Regions from separate parts of the Mus musculus genome. Here region 2 is linked to region 1. The links are chromatin contacts, called in public promoter capture Hi-C maps. All regions are on one chromosome and are shown on one strand. The core of a region is the stretch at or near the end of the contact, and the rest is flanking DNA. Distances in the headings are between cores, read along the strand shown. Region 1 holds the start of Hnrnph1 (heterogeneous nuclear ribonucleoprotein H1). Region 2 overlaps Hspa4 (heat shock protein 4).

The links. Promoter capture Hi-C pulls out the DNA fragments that hold promoters and counts their contacts.
Region 2: a contact with region 1 is called in a promoter capture Hi-C map of embryonic stem cells, with 4 times the contacts expected there. The contact joins the enhancer-like site here to the promoter of Hnrnph1 in region 1. A contact is called at or near these places in 1 of 39 promoter capture datasets (embryonic stem cells) and 1 of 9 other capture datasets (macrophages).

What each region holds. Positions count from the first base shown.
Region 1 is chr11:50,373,663-50,379,975 of GRCm38.p6, forward strand. It overlaps Hnrnph1 (heterogeneous nuclear ribonucleoprotein H1), which reads left to right and starts at 4,016. Exons shown (of 13, transcript NM_001347487.2): 1 at 4,016-4,140; 2 at 4,629-4,765; 3 at 5,806-5,961; 4 at 6,159-6,302. The coding sequence starts at 4,669.
Region 2 is chr11:53,256,729-53,263,041 of GRCm38.p6, forward strand. Hspa4 (heat shock protein 4) reads right to left here. Exons shown (of 19, transcript NM_008300.3): 17 at 6,152-6,271; 18 at 5,536-5,697; 19 at 3,086-5,087. The coding sequence ends at 4,884. Among named protein-coding and RNA genes, the nearest start is that of Hspa4, 41 kb to the right of the region's middle. Within about 2 kb of position 4,078, at least 19 of the 459 cell types and tissues checked have an H3K27ac peak or open chromatin away from gene starts, as enhancers often do. A contact at or near this core is called in embryonic stem cells, where this site is marked.

The DNA.
Region 1 (6,313 bases), core at 2,766-5,265:
AAAGTTATGGACCACCACAGCAGCCTCCCACTAGGCCAGCTTCCAATTCACTCTGTAGTTGATGATGGTGATGGTTTTGAACTCCTGATCCTCCTCCTTCCAATTCCTGAGCTCAGGGCTCCCTCGCACCTGGTTAAGACTACACCAGTTCTTCCAGGTGTGGTGGTGCATGCCTCTAACCCCAACCCCAGGGAGCCAGAGGCAGGCTGCTCTACAAAGTTCCAAGACAGTCAGAGCTGCACAGAGAAATCCTGTCTTGATTTTTTTTTTTTTTTTTTTTTTTTTTTTTTTTTGAGACAGGGCTTCTCTGTGTAGTCCTGGCTGTCCTGGAACTCACTCTGTAGACCAGGTTGGCTTCGAACTCAGAAATTCACCTACCTCTGCCTCCCAATTGCTGGGCATGTGCCACCACGCCTGGCTATTTATTTATTTATTAAATAGATATTTTTCAGTCTTTTTTTATTTAAGATTTATTTTATGAATATGAGTATACTATTGTCTTCAGACACACCAGAAGAGGGCATCGGACTCCATTATAGATGGTTGGAGCCACCATGTAACCACTGGGATTTGAACTCAGGACCTCTGGAAGAGCAGTCAGTACTTTTAACCACTGAGCCATCTCTCCAGCCCCACATAAATAGAGTATTTATAGATTGGATTGTATATCACATTTACAGATAAGAAATCAGTCTAGGCTCAAATAACAAGAAAGCTACTGCTGCTTTGAGAAATGCAGGCTCCACATGCGTTTTACACCCTGGAGCAGAAGACAGAATACAGGTTTTCCCTTAGACACTTGTAGTATGTGCAGCAACATTTGACCCCTCATCTTTATGGAACAGAACCCACATATGCCCCTCCCCCACTATTAGGCCTAACACACCAGTTATATAAAGTAATAACTATCAACAAGGACAGGAAGTGCAAGCGACATAGACCACCTCGTTTCTTCCAGAATACAGCAACAGGAACTGGGGAGATGGCTTAGCCAGGAGAGGCACTTGTTTCTCAAGCCCCCAAATCTGAGCTTAATCCTTCACTCTGAAGACTCTAAGCCTTGGTTATTAAATTTAATATCTGACGTATCTTCTGCTGCTTCATCGGCTTTCCTGCTAACGGTCTCTTTATAGCATTATGTAAGCAGCACCCAAAAGCCGGCCGTGATGGCTCAAGCTTGTAATCCCAGCATCCCGGAAACTGAAGGAGGACGCCGCCTCTGGACACCCGCCTAGCCTGGGCTATAACTTGGGATACAGAGACTCTGGCTCAAACAAAGAAGAAAGCACACGAAGACCAAAAGAGCAGTTAAGAAAAAGCACAAAGAGAAAAGCAGATCTTGGTGAGTTCAGGGCCATCCTGGTCTACATAGCAAGTTCTAGGCCAGACAGGGATATATAGTGAGATTCTGTCTAAAAAGAAAAAAAAGAAAGAGAGAGAGAGAGAGGGAGAGAGAGAGGGAGAGAGAGAGAGAGAGAGAGAGAGAGAGAGAGAGAGAGAGAAAGAAAGAAAGAAAGAAGGAAAGAAAGAAAGAAAAAAAGGGAAGAGGCACTAATTAGTCCAGACTGGCCTCAAAACTCCTGGGACCTGAATGCTCTGCTGTGATTAAAAATGTGTGCAACCCATGCCTGGCCCAGAAGCTGAACTTTTTCTGTGAGGAAGCTTTGTGTTGGACAATTTACATCAAAGGGAATGGCTATGATGTAGCATTTGCTCCCGTGATCAGATACAGATAGTTACATAGTCCCAGTATTAAGTTAGTAAGGATTAAAAGAAAGGGAAAGCCCATGTAGTGAAAGTCAGGCGTTTGCAGCCCTTGTACACAAAAGGATCTTCAAATCCTTCCATTGTTAGAAATTACACAAATACTCAGAGCCTTCTGCCAAACAATTGTCCACCAGAAAATCCTCATTGCGTGTGGTGGCACACACACTTTAATCCTGTCATTCTGGAGGCGGATGATCAAACACTTGAGACCATGCATGACTGCAAGGGGAGTTTGAGGCCGGCCTGGGATGTGTGCAATCAGGACTCAAAACAATAAGGAAAGGACACAATAAGGAAAGATAAAAGTTTTTATCTATGATTATACACTGCATTTTTCTCTTACGATGGAAAAATAACCTCCCATACAACTAGAATAGAATTTAGAGAAACATCGTAGGAATGTGGTTGTGTTGTCAGAAGGGAAACATTTCCCCCCCTTCAGGTGAGAGACCTGGATTGCTAAGTTGCAGTGACTCTCCCATCTCAGCATCTCAAGTAGATGGGACTACAGGCACATTACTGTGCAAAGTGAAAAAAGATGATTCAAACAAAAAACGGTGTGTGTGTGTGAAAATATAGTTGAGTGGTAGGACTGGTTTGCTCAAAGCCTTTCTAGTATGCATTGCTCTTCCCATACATCTAACCAACGATCGCAGGTCATCTAATAAGTATAGGGCTCTCAAATGGTGTGAATTAGCTAAAGAAGAGTAATCTTAGTTTCTTGGTAATCAATCTCATGTCCCAAGACCATGTAGGGGGAAATATACATGTTAAGCAAGCTCTCTACCACTACTATTTCTCTTGTCTTCTTTTTGAGACAGGCTTTCAGTAAATTTCCCAGGCTGCCTTGAACGCACTCTGTTGCTCAGGCAAGTCTTGAAGTTGCAGTTCTCCTCGGCTGGGCTTGTGTTCTTGCCTTTCACCCACCTCCTGGCCTGGAGACTTGGGAGTTCTCACTTTTCGATGATCTAAACTAGTGTTTTCTGTCTCCTCTAGATAGATCCTTTGCAGGTGAGGTCATGTGCAGTTATTCTCCCAGCCTGTCTCATCCGAGTTTCCCTTACACCTGAAGGTTCACGTTACACAGCTCCTGTTGCTCTCTTGAAGTCTTGTGATGCCCTTCTACTTAACACCCTTGCGCAGACTTAAAAGGTCTGAGTTCTGCACGCAGTCTCTGCACCTTTCCTTTGATGACACCCCCCCCTTTTAAAAAACAAACTGTTCAAACTGGATTTAGCCTCCTCAATGTTGCACTTGAAAGAAAAGCGTATTTTTGCCTGTAACCTCTTGTGATGGCTTTCAGAGGCTTACCAATTGTGGTACCTACCGTGGCACCGCCCAAACAATAACTCTTATTGTTAATTTCTAGGGTAGGTCAGTCAGATTCGGAGAAACTCGGGACATCATCCGTATTCTGCTATGTTGCAGGAATTCTCTTAAACGTCACCCATTTACCTCTGTAAGGGCACACGGGATGACCCGGGCGTGTCTCCACCTTGGGAGAGGCCCGTTGGTCGGTCGGGCGCAGCGCTCTGGGGCTGCGTCCTTCGCGCCCCTGGCAGTCTCAGCCTTCCCTCGCGAGGCGCCGCACACCGAGCGCCTCTCGTGCAAGGGCGAGGGGTTCGTAGAGTGCGAGTCCGTTAGGCAAAGTGGGGTACAGGACTAGCTCGGGCACTGGCAGCCCATGTGGGTCGGGACTGACCCCCTAAAGCGGGCAGGTAAGGGGACTGGTCCCAGGCGCCCCACGGAGATCGGGGATTTGGGCGCAGGGGGCGGGGCGGTACCCAGAGGAGGTTTGGCACAACCCGGCCCTCCAGCTCCTACGCGTTCTGAGGAGAAAGGGCATGGCTTCCTTTTCTTCGTGGTGTCTTTCAAAACCGACAGGAGCGCGGATGAAAAGCTGCGGATTAAGGGTAGAACTACCGCCCCTGCAAACCTGAACGAACTCTGGATTACTACCCAGTCCCTGCGGGGAGCTGATTAGCGCCATTCCCCTCCCCCACTCCGGCGGGTAGGTCTAGAGAACGGTTTGAAGGTAGCCGCATGCGCATTAAGTAAAACAAGAAACCGCTGAGACGCCAAGCGCAATAATTGCAAAAAGGCGCAGGCGCAGAAAGAAAAAAAAAAAACAACCAAAAACACCTCGGTCAGTTTATGAAGAGGGCTGAGCCCAAACGCATGCGTGTAATAATAGGACGGCGGGAGAGAGCTCGGGGTTTCTTAATACGCATGCGTCCAATCTCTCTGTGACGCAAGTGGGGCGGGGCCGGCAACAGGGTGCGCGTGCGCAGAGCTTGCTGGAAGGGCTTTATTTAGCCTGCGCAGGCGCCCGCTTATCATTTCTCCTCAGCCACGCCGAGGCTTTTTGTGGAGGTGAGTGACTTTCCGTCTTCGACTGCTGCCCGAGCTCTCCACGGACACCTCTTTGGGTGACGATTGCTTGTCGCTGAGCTTAGGTTCTAACCTGAGGGGCCGTGGCAGGCGCAGGCTGCCCCTGGGAGCCGCGAGTGTCTCGCCGGCGTGGCAGCGCCGCCTAGGCCTGCAGGCCGCGCCGCTTTCTATTGTGTGAGATGTCTGAGGAGGCGGAGCGGAAGCGGCGGCCGCCATTTCCTCGTCTCAACCGTGGCTGTGGGCCAGGGTCTTATTAGCTTGGCGCCTCGGCCCTGGGCGCACTGGGCGGCTTTGGGCATCGGGTCGCTAGCCGAGGCCGGGTTGCATGCTTGAGTCTCCGGGGCCCAGGCATCCTGACGGGCGGGACTCGCATGGCGGCGCCCGGTGCCCGCTGTGCGCCGTGAAGTGGGAGGGCCATTTAAATGCCTGTTTTCTCAGACGCGTTCCTGACCCCCACCCCCACCCCGCAGCCCCGCAATCTGTGTGGACGCCAGGACCACCGAAGGGACGATGATGCTGGGAGCAGAAGGCGGAGAGGGCTTCGTGGTGAAGGTCCGGGGCTTGCCCTGGTCCTGCTCCGCGGATGAAGTGCAGCGCTTTTTTTCTGGTGAGTTGAGGCGGGAGTTGTCAGTGGGGCCCGCGGCTGGGCCGGGCCGGGCCGGGTTGGGGCGGGGCGGGTCTCCCGGGCGCCCCCTAGCGAGTCGCGGCCACCAGCGGTTTCCCCAGGCGGCTCGCGCTCTGTTGGCCGCTGTTACGCAATGGTAATTGCGAAATCCGCACCCCCCCCAACCCCCTTGGGGATGCTGGTGGCCCTGCTGAATTTGTTTTCTTTTAAAACTTTTTCTGTCTCTATGCATCAATCTGTGCATTCTGGAGTAGTCTAAGAAAAATTTAAGTAGGGAAAGATGTGATTTCTTCTCAAGTCGTGTAAGGTTTTGTAAAAAGGTACTTGTAGTGTTGACCTTACCATCTGAATTTAGCTGTGGTAACAGAAAACGATCTGTAAATCGAGCCCCAAGTATACTGCAAGCAATTGCAGGGGGCCGTTGCCGTCCGGGTTTGAGTTGAACTGCAGCTTGGAGCCTTTAGTTGTTAACATTGGTCCCTTTTCGGATGAATATTGAGCTGGAGTTTGGATTTGAATGAAATTGTTATGTGGTTGCTGATAGAGGGAAGCTGACATGGTACCCAAACAAGAAAATGCTGTGAAGTCACCAGATCCAGATGAGATTATTCTGAGATAGTGTACCAAGAGATGGTTAATGGAAACTTAGAGGCAAGGTGGTAGCTTCATTTGAACTTTTTTTTTTTTTTTTTTCGAGACAGGGTTTCTCTGTGTAGCTCTGGCTGTCCTGGAACTCTGTAGACCAGGCTGGCCTCGAAATCAGAAATCCGCCTGCCTCTGCCTCCCCAGTGCTGGGATTAAACGCGTGCGTCACCACTGCCCTGCTCCATTTGAACTATTTTTGAGCATTGAGTTACCTTGTTGGACTAGGAATATATCCTGTATATGAGATAATTTGATCGTGTTCTGCTTGGTCAGTCTTTTTAGGCATGTTTTTTTTTTTTTGGTGTGTGTGATGACAGGAATATGCATTTTATCTGTAGTGGTTTTAAATCCTGTATTAAGCGTTGTTTTCTTTTCAGACTGCAAAATTCAAAATGGGGCTCAAGGTATTCGTTTCATCTACACCAGAGAAGGCAGACCAAGTGGCGAGGCTTTTGTTGAACTTGAATCAGAAGATGAAGTCAAATTGGCCTTGAAAAAAGACAGAGAAACTATGGGACACAGATATGTTGAAGGTTTGATTTACATTGCCCTAGTAACAGTAAACGTTTAAACACATAGAGGTCTTACCCCTTCTGAATTTTAGGTATTTGACCGCATGGAAATGGTCATCTAAGGGAGTTTATGGCAGCTCTTCCTAGTTATCTAAAAGCCCAGGAAATCTGAACTTTGTTCTCCAACTTAATTGACTAATTCTAAGCACCTCTTTCAGTATTCAAGTCAAACAACGTTGAAATGGATTGGGTGTTGAAGCATACTGGTCCAAATAGTCCTGACACAGCCAATGATGGCTTTGTACGGCTTAGAGGACTCCCTTTTGGATGTAGCAAGGAAGAAATTGTTCAGTTCTTCTCAGGTATGTAGTCC
Region 2 (6,313 bases), core at 2,828-5,327, 2.9 Mb after region 1:
CTGATCCAGCTCACCCTGCAAATATCTGACTAGTGTTTGTCCTGGGAGCTGAGCCACAGCTTCCCCTCTGCAAGCACTAGCCAAACAAATAGTAGGCTGATATTGCTTTAAAGTATAAGGAGGGGTTTTAAGATTTATCATTTTTAAGTGTGTGTGTATGTGCAAGCAAATGCAGTTGCCTGCAGAGACCAGAGGTTTCCAATTCTCTGGAGCTGGAATTACAGACGGCCCATTATGAGCACTGAGAGCTGAACTCAGTCCTCTGCAAGATCAGCAAGCACTCTTAACTGCTGAGCTGTCTTTCCAATCCCAATTTTAAAGTAAGTTTTTTAGTTCAGGTAGAAAACAAAGCAGAACAATGTGAGTCCTGCAGCAGTGGTGGAAAAAAGCCTGCTAACTGGAGATAAGAAAAGCAGTCGTGCTGCTCTCTCTTCCTCCATTGATCCAGGACTCCAAATTTTTAACAGGCACCCAGCCCTGTATGGATTTAAGTCTCTGCACAGCTCATGAAAGGGCCCAAGACAAATACAGCTTTCTATAGTGTCTGACTCTGAGTGTTGGACTTGAATTTTGCAAATCCCACTGAGTAACTGGAAGCAAATATCCCTCTATTCTCTCTTCCTGAATGCATGCGCCAGAACTGGACAGCAAGGTTATGGCCAGCCCGTGATTGCCCTTGGGTATTGCACAGATCTGGGAAGCATGTCTGTATTGTTAACATTGCCTAGGTCCCTTCTTTCCCTGATCCCCCAGAAAAGCACACCTTCCTGCTTTCTGTCTTGCTTCCTGGGCTGATGCCTGGCTAGTGGATACATGCCCTGTGGTGAGGCAATAGGGTTGAAGTAGTGAGCCCTTTACTGCCATGGCATGGGTCCTATGTAGGGAGAAGTCAGACGCTGGTTGGTTGAAACTTACCTTTATGGACCATGCTGGCCTCAGATTCCGCACACCCCTCCTTCTTACAGTTCTTACAGCAGCCTCTGCTTCAAACAGCAGCATCCAGTGCACAAGGGCAGTTGTGTTTCAGGTCTGTGAGGGTCATGTCCTGGGCTTGTCCCCAGCCAGAGCCATCCAAGAAATGTACTGGCAAACCATGAGTGAAGAAGAGTGGTGAGAACCATCCTCATTTAATTCTAGACCATGGGCACAGGACACCGCCCAGCCTGCCAACTGATCCCGTTTCCAGCAGGCTGAGAGTGCCTGGGAACTCGTGGGTTCTCTGAACCCAAGCTCCTTAGGGGCTCAACCAGCTCCCACCTTCTGGAACACTCCTGAAGCATCTAGACCTACTAGCCATTCCATTTCTCATGGTTGAACTCCCTCTTCCCAACCTTCTGTTCTAGAAGGTTCTACTTCCTTTCTGGACACTTCTAAATATATCCAGGACAGCCCCAGCCCTGAGGATTCCTTCCACAGCTACCTGGAACTACAACAGTTTTCTCTATCCTCTACAACCTTTACAACCAGCAGCTGACCTACCATGACCCCAACAGACCTAAAGTTCCACATCTATTTTAGAATTAAGGCCTTAAAGTCATTTATCCATTGCTTACTTATTCTGGAGCATCCCACTGTAGTGCAGACCAGCCTCAAACTCACACACACATAGGCAGATCCTGAACTGTGATCCTCCATCCTTCCACTCTCTACTCCATGAGCGCTGCGATTACAGACATGCACCATCATGCTGGCTCCAACTAAGCTGTAACTCCAGCTCAGGGTCTTTCTCTTCACTTTTGTTTTTGCTTGTTTTGCCGAGACAAGGTTATCACTGTGCCCTTGGCTGACCTGAAACTCACTGCACAGACCAGAGTGGTCTTGAGATCCATCTGCCTCTGTCTCCCATGCCATTCTGTTTAAAACAATTTTAGGTCAAGCATTGTGGCTTTAATCCCAGCCACTCGGGAGACAGGCAGGGAAGGGAGATGAGCTTGAGGATAAAATGTGGCTTACAGTAGAGCACTTGCCTGCTATGTGTGAGCCTTAGGTTTCATCTTCAGCAATGAGACAATGAAAAGTCAACCAGACTTCTAACCTGCCACTTCTTGCCTTGTCACTTATTCCCCTAAAAGCAACTGCCAGTTTTTCACCATAGGCATAAGCTGGAGCCACACTGAAATCCTTCCCCCTCCTTCAGGTACATCTTGGCTCCTTGTAAAACTCAGCCACTGGTAAACAGATCTAAGTAGTCACCCAGGCCCTTTCTACCACTTTCCTTACACAAGTCACCTGGTTCTTCATGCCTCCAGATTCTGACAGGGTTTTACACACACACACACACACACACACACACACACACACACACACACACACACACACACACACACACACACACACACACACACACAGAGCAAAGTGACCGCAGTGGACAATTTGACATCAGTCATTGCTTTACTCCCACCCTCACAGTCCCCACAGCCCCACGCAGGGGCACTGCTGACCATGCCACCCGATGCCGTAGAACAGCTATGGCCAGGCCCACCCCAACCTCTCCAAAAAGCATAGCCCAAGGCATGACCTGAGGCTGGGTGTGGCAATACATACCTTTAATCCCACCCTGGGGAGGCAGCAGCAAGCAGATCTGAATCTGAGGCCAGCATGGTCCATAAAGGTGAGTTTCAACCAACCAGCGTCTGACTTCTCCCTACATAGGACCCATGCCATGGCAGTAAAGGGCTCACTACTTCAACCCTATTGCCTCACCACAGGGCATGTCCCCAACTAGCCAGGCATCAGTTCCTAGCAGATTCTGGCCCTACTCAGTCCTGGCACTTATGTTAATACTCTGTGCCATCTACCTTCTACCATCAAATCTAAAGGCCAGCCTCGCAGAAGATTACTATACCAAGAACACTGGATTGCTATTCTCAGGGGCAGAGGGCTCCAAAATAAGCACACAGGCAAGCAGCTAAGGCAGGATGATGGACTGCATTCAGGCCAGCTTATTCTGTTGACAGTCTCCCCCAGCCTGCCCCTACCCACCCACCCACATATATAACTACTCAAGTAAGTCCCCTACACACACACACACACACACACACACACACACACACAAACAGCCCACTTAAGAAAATTAAGAAAACCATTCAAGTTAAGACAGGTTTCTTTTATTAGTTTTTCCTAAACTTTGTCTCATGTTAACTGTTTTTCTTAGTGTAAGAATGTGACCTAGAGTTTTTAACAAACCAGTTTGGATAATGCAACCCGGATAAACACTTGTTTGCACACAAGTCATCAGTTGCCATCTGGCCAGCCTCCACATACATCCAATCGGTCTACAGACATAGCAGAAGCAGACCATCTGATTTCTAGCTTTTAATCTTAAACTTCAAATTCACCCCCATCCCAGCACCCAAACCCTCCCACCCCCACCCCCACACACAAATGTTTATGAGTTCTTCATTAAGGACAGTCAGTTGCATAAGAGCTGGCTTAATCCTGCAGCCTGCATTTGAAAAAGCTCTTGGCCTCAGAGCAAGGCCAGTGGGAACTCTTACAGCACTCAAGGAAGCAGAGCATACATTTGGCCTGGGGTTCCAGGCCTGTACTGAGCGGGAGTCCAGCTGCTCACATAAGCATGCATTCCTTCCTTTCCAACTGCCTCTAGAGCACTTGAGAGCTATAGCACTTCCTGTGTGGACAGACAGATGCATAGTGATTCTAACTATGCATGGTTGAACCCTATTTCCAACAAGCAAAAATAAACAGAGGCTCTGTTACAGAGATCAGCGATTACAAAGACCCAGAACATAACCGACACTTGTAACTAAGGCAGGTAACCAGCTCTGACCTCTACTGCAGGCATCCACCCTTGTTTGCAGAACATCTCTTTCCTGTAGACTGGCCCCAGGAGTATGTGGTGCCCTGACACTGGCTTCAGTCGGCAATGAGGTGTTCTTGTGACCTTGGGCACCTTGTCTTTTATACCAATTTCAGACTTGTCCAGGGCAACGCAGTGCAATAGCTTTACAATCTGTCAGCTGTTTTAACATACAGATTGGCAGATTCAAGACACATTAACACAAAAGATACCAAACAAAGAGCCTCGAACTCTCATCCTGTCCCATTCAAACTTCTAATTTACATACATCTACCACCACTCGAGCGGGTCAGGGTACAAATCTTTCCACCATACTAAGGATGGACTGCTCAGATTTACCATGCCTACACCCAACTGTGTTATTTACAACCCAACCTTAAGGTTAAACTACACTTTGATGCTTCAGTATTAGTGAATGTACTTTTAGGAAGTACAGGAAAGCAGAGTCCCTTGACACACTAAAGCTCGCTCTAAGTGAAGAGGGCACATAGCATTTATACTGCTTAAGGATGGAGGAGGAAGACTGGGCTGGGGATAGAGGGATGAGAGCAGGCTCTGCTGCGCTCTGCACTCTCCTAGTGTTAATCCATGCTTGGCCATCCTGACCCTCAGAAATGGAGAAAGCACCAGCCCCACAACCCCACAGGCAGAGAATGCTGGTGGTGATCTCCACCTAGACCTTCCAAGGCGTAATACGAACTTCTGTCATGTATAAGGAAAAGCCTGCCTGGTGGCTGTCGCGGCTTTTGTTAGAGCTCAGTTTCCCCAAACACACTTCACCTTGTAGAAGCATGATTAAAACAAGGATGGAGGCGAGAGCTCAGATAGACTAGCTGGGCTCTTAAACAGGACCGTAATGAAGAGAGAACAGTGCACTTCATCTCTGGATCTAACTATTTAGAAGTCAAAATGCTCTGTATATTACCTATATACCCCACCCCCGAGGTCCCCTAAAAACTGACTAAGAAATCTCCAGTATTTGCTTGCTCTAGTTGATATTCAGAACAAAGTTGACAACTTAAAGCTTTATAATAGTCTGTTTTAATATAAACAAGTGTTGGAATCAATCAATGTCCATCTCAGGAAGCTTCTTGTCGCCATCAGAAGGCACAGCTGTGTCTGCACCGTGCTCAGCAGCCTGGGAGCCTGGGTTGTCTCCTTGGCCATCCACTGGTCCATTCTGCTCAGCATGTTTTGGTTCCTCCTTTGGGGGTTCCACTTTGGGTTTGGGTTTTGAAATTATAGGACTGCAAATACTTGTCAGCTCCTAGAATGGTAAAGAAAACTATAGTTTCTTATAAATGAAACAAATTTTATATGACATGCTAAGTAAACCCCAATACCTAAGCCATAATGAAATCCCAACTGTTAATAACAAAGAGCTGCTAAGAAATGTCCAGGGCCCGGCATGGTGGCACACGCCTTTAATTCAGGCAGAGGCAGAGAGACAGAGGCAGATGGATTTCTGAGTTCAAGGCCAGCCTGGTCTACAGAGTGAGTTCTAGGAGAGCCAGGGCTATACAGAGAAACCCTGTCTCAAAAAAAAAAAAAAGAAAGAAAGAGAGAGAGAGAGAGAGAGAGAGAGAGAGAGAGAGAGAGGGAGAGAGGGAGGGAGGGAGGGAGGGAGGAAGGAAGGAAGGAAGGAAGGAAGGAAGGAAGGAAGGAAGAAAAAGAGGGGGGGGGGAGGAGAGAGAGTACACAAGGGCAAGAACTACCTTAATTTTAGCTTCAATCTCCTTTGTCTTGACAACTGGATCCACCGTCAGGCTCTGTTTGTTCTGCAGGTTAAGCTTGCTATTCATCCACTCCATCGCCTCATTGGTGCTTTTCTCTACCTTTGTCACGTCAGCAGCATCCAAGTGTTCATACTGGTCCTCCTACAAGTGGAGATGACAGTTAATTGGAAGATGAGCAACTCCCTACCCAGTATCTCCTCTCAAACATTTCTCATCTTGGGGCTGGAGAGACGGTTTGGCAGCTAAAGGCTCTTGTACAAAATCCAAGTTCAGTTCACTTTATCTTCATTGGGCAGCTTAAAACCAACTGTAACTTCAGCCCCCAACAAAGATCCAATGCTTTGCTATGTGCATAAGAATAAAACTAGTAAGATTTAAAAAGAAAAACTAAGACTGGTTGTGTTGGCGCATGGCTTTAATTCCAGCACTCAGGATACACAGGCATATGGACTTCTGTGAGTTCAAAGACACCTGGCCTACATAGCTAGTCCCAGGCCACCCAGGCCTACACAGTGAGATCTTGCCTCAAAAACACAAAATCAAACAAACATACAGTGCCATAACCAAAAATCATACGAAAATGAAACTAAGATACCTTGTTTTTGAAAGAGCTGATCACTTTCATATACTGTTGGATTTGCTTCCCTAGTTCTTCAAATAATTTTGGTCTTTCTTCAGATTCCTGGAACCGTGTCTTAATGGGTTGACCTAAACTCTAACAGGAGAATACACAGGTTTATACAGGGTAGCTTAAACT